Linked DNA regions of Macaca mulatta: region 1 is linked to region 2. The links are chromatin contacts, called in public Micro-C maps. All regions are on one chromosome and are shown on one strand. The core of a region is the stretch at or near the end of the contact, and the rest is flanking DNA. Distances in the headings are between cores, read along the strand shown.

Region 1 (4,256 bases), core at 401-2,900, 92 kb before region 2:
CCCACTGACAGCAGCTGGTGGGGCAGGCAGGGAGCTGCAGTGGGGCCCCCAAGAACTGTCACTCCGCGGCCTAGCTTTCAACTTCCTTTGGGGCCCAAGCCACTCAGTTCAACACCTCTTCCTTCCTCCTTCACTCAGGCTGTTTGTAGTGAGGGCCAGCCACCCTCAGACTCCAGCCATGGTGCTCCCTCTCAGCTCCAAGAGCCCAAGGCAAGGAGGTGGAAGGTTAATCAGAGTCCACCCTGGTCAACACGTCTTTCCCAACGCCTGATGTGAGTTTAGGCACTTAGACCCTGCCAGGCACCCAGAGGAACATGCAGGTGCTCAGCAGGTGCAGGGTGCGGGCAATAATACCAACAGCAGTAATAATAACTAGCCTTGCTGCCACGGGCCAGGCACTTTCCATCTAAGACCTCGCTTGATGTGAATCCTGAGATGTGGGCGTTTTTTATCCCCTTTCATACTTGAGGAAACCGAGGCTCCAGGAAGTATGGGTTGTGGGGTGTTGGCGGCAGGGTTCCTGAGCCTACTTCCTGCAGGAAAGGAGCCTTGCAAGGCACAAGGGATCTGGAGAAGCAGAAGTGGAAAGACTTGGGTGGACGGACCAGTCTGAGACTGGGGAAGGGCCTTGCAGGGAATTCCTGTCCCACAGATGCCTGCAGGCCCCAGTGTGGGGCCCCTAGCCCCACCACCCCAGCCCAGCCCGCAGCTGCTGTGTCACAACCCCTAGAGTGGCTTGGGACTCTGAGTCTCCAACAAGCTCCCAGGTGACCTGGAAGCAGCTGGCTCAGTCTGGGAGGCCAGAGCTGGGCTGCAAAACCCTGACAAGGCCATTTCTCGGCCCTCCTGACTTTGAGGCAGGAAATGATCATCATGGCAGCTAATATTAATGGACAGCTTTCCTGCACAGTAGATGTTGTGCTAAGCACTTTGCATGTATGAACCTACTTAACTCTCACAACAGTTCTGCAAGGGAGAGAACCTGGGCACAGAGGCTAAGTGACTTGCCAGTCCTACAGAGCTGGCATTGAACCTGGACATCTGGCTCAAGGCCACACTCATCTCCTCACAAAGCAGGATGCCTGGGGTGGAGAAGGCCGCAGGGCAGGGTCTCGAGCACTGGGTCCGAGTGCGGGGCTGGAGCTGGCAGCAGCAGGTTTCTGAGCAGGGAACCAGCATGCTCCCCAGGACTGGCCACATGGTGTGTGCATGAGGGAGCCCTGGGCAGACAAGCTCGACACCACTAAGGGCTGAATGTGGAACCCGTCCCACAGGGATGTGGTTTTGACATGAGAAGGCAAAAGAAATAACGCTTCCCTCAAAGGAAAGAACTGACAAAGCTGGGCGCCCATGCGTCGGACACAAATACTAAAGGTGGAAGTTCAGACACTAGGAAGGGTGCCTGCAGCCACTTCCTCTGCCCCCACCCCCACCCCGTTCCCCTGCAGCAAGGCCTAGTACAGATAGGTGCACAGCTCCTGGGCCTGAGGTCTAAGGACAGCCAGCCTGGGGGACCACCTGTCTGTTCACATGTGTGTGCAAGACGCTCAGGGAGGAAAGGCCTCTGTGTGCTTGCTTGCAGGGGGTGCCTGTCCCCACCCCAGCCTGCTGCTGCAGCCGAAGAGGACAGACACCCTGACGCTAATCTGTACCTCTGGGGCCTCAAAACCACAGCCACGTCAGCTGCGCGTGCAGATGGACTAGGTGGGAGGTGGGGCCACGTATGCAGCGAACGCAGGTGTGCGCCAACATGCGTGTGCAGGGCGGACATGCCCCCACGCCCCCGGGAGGAGGACAAGTGGGGTGGGTGGTCTAGAGATCCAGTGGCCGCCTGGCCCCTCTCCTTCCCCTGCCCCCACCTCCCCTCTGAGGAGCAGCCATGGCTTTGAGGACCCCCCTTCTTCCCTCAAGCTTCTCTCTGCTGTCAGCTCCAGTGCCAGCGACAACCTAAGTAAATGTCTATAGAGCACCTAAAATGGCCTGGCAAGTTCTGGGCAGTGGGGAGACATCAGTGAGAAAAGTAAAGATTCCTGCCTTCCGCTGGGCGCGGTGGTTCATGCCTGTAATCCCAGAACTTTGGGAGACCGAGGCAGGCAGAGTACCTGAAGTCAGGAGTTCGAGACCAGCCTGGCCAACATGGTGAAACTCCATACCTACTAAAAATACAAAAATTAGCTGGGCGTCATGGCATCCGCCTGTAATCCCAGCTACTCAGGACGCTGCGGCAGAAGAATCCTTTGAACCTGGGAGGCGGAGCTTGGGGGGAGCCGAGATCGTGCCACTGCACTCCAGCCTGGGCGACAGAGCGAGACTCTGTCTCAAAAAAAAAAAAAAAAAAGATTCCTGCCCTTGTGGGGTCCACCTTTTGTTGGGGAGGCATAATAGACAGAATAAATACATTCCATTCTCTCTTTTTTTTTTTTTTTTTTTTTTTTGAGATAGGGTATCCCTCTGTGACCCAGGCTAGAGTGCAGTGGCGGGATCACAGCTCACTGCAGCCTCAAACTCTTGGGCTCAAGTGAACCCCCTACCTCAACCTCCTGAGTAGCTGGGACTACAGGTGTGTGCCACCAAGCCTGGCTAATTTTCTATTTCTTTTTTGTAAGGACAGGTCTCGCTATGTTGCCCAGGCTGGCCTCAAGGGATCCTCCTGCCTCATCTTCCCAAAGTGCTGGGATTACAGGTGTGAGCCACTGCGCCCAGCCTCACATTCTATAATCCTTATGTAGGCAGTGGGTTCTATGGAAAGAAAGAGGGGAAGCAGACAGGGCTGGGAGATGAGGAGTGCCCGTGGGTGCAGGGGTGTGCCCTCACTCAGGTCACCATAGTAAGCTGGGTGCTCCAGCGAGGCCCCATGAAGAGGCCAATATTTCAACAGGAGCTTGGAGAAGGAAGAGCCAAGCAGAGTCTGAGGGAGAACATTTCAGACAGAGGAAACAGCTAGAACAAAAGCCCTGAGGCAGGAGCCTGGCCAGGACTGAGGGAAGGGCAGGCGGTGGGGTGACAGACTAAACTGGCCATGTGCCTCCAGGATTTCCAGTGTGGTCCATGTGAGGATGACTTGGCTCATGGCTGAAATGATTCTCTAGTCTGTCAGGAAACTCAGGCTAACGGCAAAGGCCTGATTTCCAGTCGATTAAAGAGAAAGGACCCAGTAGTACCTGCAGGAGAGGCCACAGGGTTCACAGAGGAATTGGTGCTCTGGGAGGAAGAAGGGGAAAGAGAAGGAGAGGGGTTTACATCAGAAGGAGCCCTGCTTTGGGGCCCAGGCTGGGGGCCCCTAGAGGGTGCAGGGGAGGGAGCAAAGGATGGGACCAGCTACCCTGAGGCCCAAGGGTCTCTCTAGGGGGCCAAGTCTCTGTGTTCCCAGGACCCCCACGAGCCCACCCTGGGAGCTCACTGAGAGACTCCAGTGTAGAGTTCCATCCTGCTGCCTGGAGACTCAGCTGCTCCCCACAGGGAGGAAGGGAGCCCAGGACGCAGCCACCTCTGCGCACCTGCCTCTGCCTGCTGGAGGCCGCCAGTCCTGCTTACTAGACCCTACTGAGGCTGCTGCCCCTCCTTCTCCAAAGCACCATTAAACAACCCACGTGGGGGGCTGGGGGAGGTGACCCCAGGAGGTCTAGCCTGATGGTTGAACAGGGGCAGGGATGTGCGCCTGCATGCCCACCTTGCCCTGCCACATGTGGACAGCTGGCATTCTAGGAGGCAGATCCGCTGGAAAACAGTCAAAGCCGTGGAGTATGTGATTCTGATGGAGGGGGTGGTGGGATTCAGCAGAGGGAGCTTCTTATGGCCTAGAAAAGTGAGGGGGCTTCTTGGAGAAGTGGGCTTGACCTGGGCGTTTCAGAATGGGAGTAAATTTGAAGGAGTAGAGAGGAGAGAGGATACCTCCATGTGCTCACACATTTACACACACATTTACACTCATGCACACACCCAGTCCCTTAAGCCCCCCCATCCATAGGTGCTCACAGCCAGCAGTATGCACACACACCTCACACACAGCAAAGTAATGCGCACACTCAGAAACACATGCGCCGGGGCATTCACGCTCTTATGAGGCATGCCGATGCTACAAGGGTCGCCCACATACACTCTGGGCACCAGAAACATACAGGCCCCTTAGAAATGGGCTTGGGAGAAGACGAAGATGTGTCTGCAACGTGTAAGAAGAGCAGAAGCTGACAGGTGGCAGTGGGGGGTGGAGATGGGGCGACAACAGATATGGAGACCTAGAGAAAGGCAAGACCTAC
Region 2 (3,922 bases), core at 358-2,857:
GATGGTGGCCCGACGGGAAGCCCGAGAAGCTGAGGCTGTGGTGCAGCTTGGGCCGCGGCTCCCGCGGGAAGCCCAGGTGCAGCGCGTCGCGCGTGCCAAAGGCACGCAGGTCCCCGGAGGCGCCCCCCGACGGCGCGGGCCGCCGCTCGTCCGCGTTGTGGATGAAGTGGCAGCGCGGCCCGTAGGGACAGAAGCCGATGGTGTGGAAGGTGCGGCACAGCTCGGTCTTGTACTTCGGGTGGCGAGTCAGGCTGCGCAGCTCGTGGAAGCCATGCGCGAACTGGCACTTCTCGCCGTACTTGCACGTGCCGCTCTCCTCGAAGGGCCGGCACAGCTCGGTCTTGTAGCGCGTGGAGTTGATCTGTGAGCCGCCGCCCCCCTTCTGCTGCTGCTGCAGGTGCAGGAGGTGCTGGCTGCGGTCGCCGTTCTCGCTGAACGAGCGGTCCCGGAATTTGTTCTCCTTGTTGAGCAGGGCTGTGCCGCCGCCCCCCGACGGCTCCTTAAGGGTGCCGTAGGAGGTCGGGCCGCCGGCCGCCGCGCTGCCACAGCTGCTGCCGTTAGCGGCGCCCGGGAACTTGGGCGAGCAGCTGCCGGGGCTGGGCGCGGGGTGGGCGAGTGCGTGCAGGTTGCTGGCCGAGTGCCGTCGGAGGAAGCCTGGCGCGAAGCCGGAGCTGGGGGCGGCGGCCACGGGCGTCCCCACCGCCTTCTTGTCCAGCATGTTGTTCAAGTTGAGGTTGGCCAGGGATTTCTCCGTCTGCCAAAGGAAGGGGAGCGTGGAAGGGATGAAAAACGGAAGGGGAAGGCAGACTCGGGTCGAGCCACAGAGAAACTCCCAGCCTGATTCTTTTCCTCTTTTTCCCCCACTCTTGGCGGATCCCGACTCGGCCTCCACCCTCCACCCATACACACGCAAAAGCAGCAAGATCTTGCTGGAGGGAGCGGGAGAGGGGAGGACGCCCACCGCGGGCCGCGCTGGGTTTCGACACGTGATCCTCCGCCCCGGCCGCCGAGGTGGGCGGCGCGAATCCCGTCCGGGAAGCCCCGGGCAGCGTGGCCGCGGTCGGCAGCGGAGAAACTCAACCGCGACACCAGCGCCCTCCCTGCCGCCCCCTCCTCCTCCAGGGCGCTCGCACACACTTTTGCAAACCCCGGGATTTTCCCGACCCGAAAGGCAGGGCGGGAGGGGCGTCCCCCAGGGCCAGGGGACAGAGGCAAAGTCCAAGAACTGGAACGGCTGCTGCCGGCCCGGCCCGCTCCCCGGCGTACCTTGCACAAGAAGTCGACATCGTAGAACGCGGACAAAAGTGTGGTCGACATGTTTCTGGATCCCGCAGTGGCCGGAGCGACAGGCCGGGAGGTCGGGAGGAGCCCTCGGGGTGGCGTGGCCGGGCTTGAGCCACGACGAATAACGGGCGAGGGGCGGGGAGGGGCCGAAAGTTTGCCGGGGGGCGAGAGGAGAGGGCGAGGGCAGCGGCGCGGGCCGGCGGGAGGGTCCGGCGGAGTGCGGCAGGGGGGAAGGAGAGAAGCGAGGAGCGCTCCTCCGCGCCCCGGGGTGCCCGGCCCGCCCCCCCCGCGGAGCCGACGGCAGCTCGCGGACTGCTGGAACTCTGCAGCCCGCGAGCGCGCGCCCTATATAGAGCCCGGGAGTGCGGCTGCGGCGGGGCGGGCGCGCCGGGGGAGGGGACAGAACTGGGCCCCCGCCGGAGTCTCCAGGCAACGCCGCCCGCCAGCTCGCGAACGTCAGGCGCCTTCTCGGCCTCCCATTGGCCGCCGCCAATTTTTTTTCTCTGGGGAAGGGGGCGGGAGGCCTCGGGGCGGGGCCAGCGACCCGGGCGCCCGGTGCGGCGTGTAGCTTTCGGCCCCGGTGGGTGCCGCCGGGTGGCGGCGGGAAGGCACGGCTTTCCTTTTCTGGCACTGCGCGGTCGGAGAGCCCCGGTACATTTAGCGTGGCCGGGATTCTGCAGTCCTGGACGTGTCTTTCCCTGCCCTGTTCGCCGAGGCGGACCTGTGGAGCTTTTAGTTCCCACCTTTGGTTTTGTGCTGGGCGCGGGAATTGCAAAATGCCAGAATATCGCAACCATCCGCGCGGCCCGGCGGGTTTGCAAAGGGTGCTTCGGCCAGGAGGCGGGGGCTCGGGGACTGCGTCCTGTCGGTGGCAGCTCCAGCCCGACTGCACGTGGAGTCGCGGTGGGGGTGGGGGTGGGGGTGGTGGTGGCCACGCGGGCGGCCGCCGCGGCAGTCTTGCCGGTGGAGCCCGGGCTCGTTTCTCCGCCCCCTCCCCGCCCAGGCTCAGTAAACAGGGCTTGAGCGCCGGGGCCTGCCGGGCAGGGCTGAGTGTCTGAGGACAAGGCGCTGGCTTTGCTAATCACATCACAAGACCTTGAGCCAGGGCCAAAGGCGCGGAGTGGCGCGGGACGTCCCGGGCGGGGGAGCTGACTCTGAGGACAGGAGGAAAGGCCGGGAGAGCCGTGCGGGCTTGAAGGCGACTTAGCGCCACCCTTTCCGTCTGCTGGTCGGCCCGGCCTCCCCCAGCCCTCGGGCTGGGGGCGCAGCTGCCCGCCGAGGCTCCCCGCCCGGCACAGCCTGGGCCTGTTGCGTCCTCTCGGCTCTTCTCTCCCCGGCCGTAGGGGCGCCGCGCCCAGCCTTAGCTCGATGAGGGCGGCAGGATCCGGCTGAGACCAACCCGCGGCCCAGGTGGGGCTGCACAGACGCTGTTGGTGGGCGCGCCCCCCCTGTTTTCCCTCTCCCGCCAGCCCCACACCCCAACAGCTTGCGCTGGAAAATGCGCTTTGCCAGCGGGCGCCCCGCCTTCGTCCGGGTACGGAGCAGACACCCCCACCTAGCGCCCAGTGAGGCTAAAGCCGCTGACAGCCCCACTAGGAACGATCTGGAGTCTGGTCTAGGGCACTTCTCGCTCCGCGCTCATACAGGTTGCCAAAAAGCTTGGACCTGAAGCTGGAAGGTCCAGGACCCGCTGGGGAAAGAACTAGGCCTGCCACTCAGGGATTCGAGTTCCTGGAGTGTAGCCTGCATTTCCCACTACTGTACTCCCCTCACAGCCCAGGGAGCCAGAGTCCAGGGTAAGGATCAGGAATGCTGGGCTGGAGTTCAGGCCCTGCCCCATAGAAATCATGTGGTCTTAGGCAAATCACATCATCTCTTTGGTACTTGGGTTTCCTTGTAAAACGAAGGTAATATTCCTGCTTTATTCATCTCTCACCTTTGTCAAGGTGCAAATGGTATCTGTGAAGGTGTTTAAAAGACAAACAAGAACTAAACCATCTTTATGTATTAAACCAAATTGACAAAGCATAAGGGTGGAGAAAGCCAGGCTTCTGAACTATGGCCAGATGGACAGAGAGCCACAGACTCATGAGTGCAGAGCTGTGGGGGTACCCAAGTCCTGGACCCTAGGACTCAGAGCCAAGAGTAGGTGACCTCAGAGGGACCAGTTTCACTTTTAGCACCTACCCTACACTGATCCCTTGATATACCTGGGCAACTGTGGTCTGGTTTGTTCTTTGGTGAGATGACCCCAAACATCTCACCAAACGGTGTGAAACAGCCACTTCCCTAGGCACTTTTATTAGGTTAGTAACAAGATTTCAGATACAGAACCAATGGAAACATCTGTTTGAATCAACGTCCAAATCTGGGGTGAGTCCCAGTCAAGAGCTGTGAGAACACCCACTTTGCAGATTAGGATTCTGGAGATAACATGTGGACATATTATGGGACATGCTGTGTACAGAGTACCTGCTAGTATAAAATGTATAATGTAGCTGCTTTTATTTCATTTTAAATGGAGGAAAAAAGAAGTGCTGGCCATTTCCATTGAGCTGGGCTTTGTTGGGCCAGTTTCATAATTCTTCTTCTGTGGTTATCACCACATTTATGTTACCAAGTCCCTCACGTCTCACCA

Evidence for each region. A called contact is a pair of places that touch in the nucleus more often than the background predicts.
Region 1: a Micro-C map of CD4 T cells shows a contact between it and region 2, with 19 times the contacts expected there. The contact joins the enhancer-like site here to the promoter of ZFP36L2 in region 2. A contact is called at or near these places in 5 of 14 Hi-C or Micro-C datasets (CD4 T cells, blood, fibroblasts and 1 more).

What each region holds. Positions count from the first base shown.
Region 1 is chr13:81,698,300-81,702,555 of T2T-MMU8v2.0, reverse strand. The region is part of intron 2 of LOC106992921; the gene reads right to left. Among named protein-coding and RNA genes, the nearest start is that of ZFP36L2, 92 kb to the right of the region's middle. Within about 2 kb of position 1,650, at least 10 of the 40 cell types and tissues checked have an H3K27ac peak or open chromatin away from gene starts, as enhancers often do. A contact at or near this core is called in CD4 T cells, where this site is marked.
Region 2 is chr13:81,606,161-81,610,082 of T2T-MMU8v2.0, reverse strand. It overlaps ZFP36L2 (ZFP36 ring finger protein like 2), which reads right to left and starts at 1,607. Exons shown (of 2, transcript XM_015112244.3): 1 at 1,267-1,607; 2 at 1-754. The coding sequence starts at 1,317.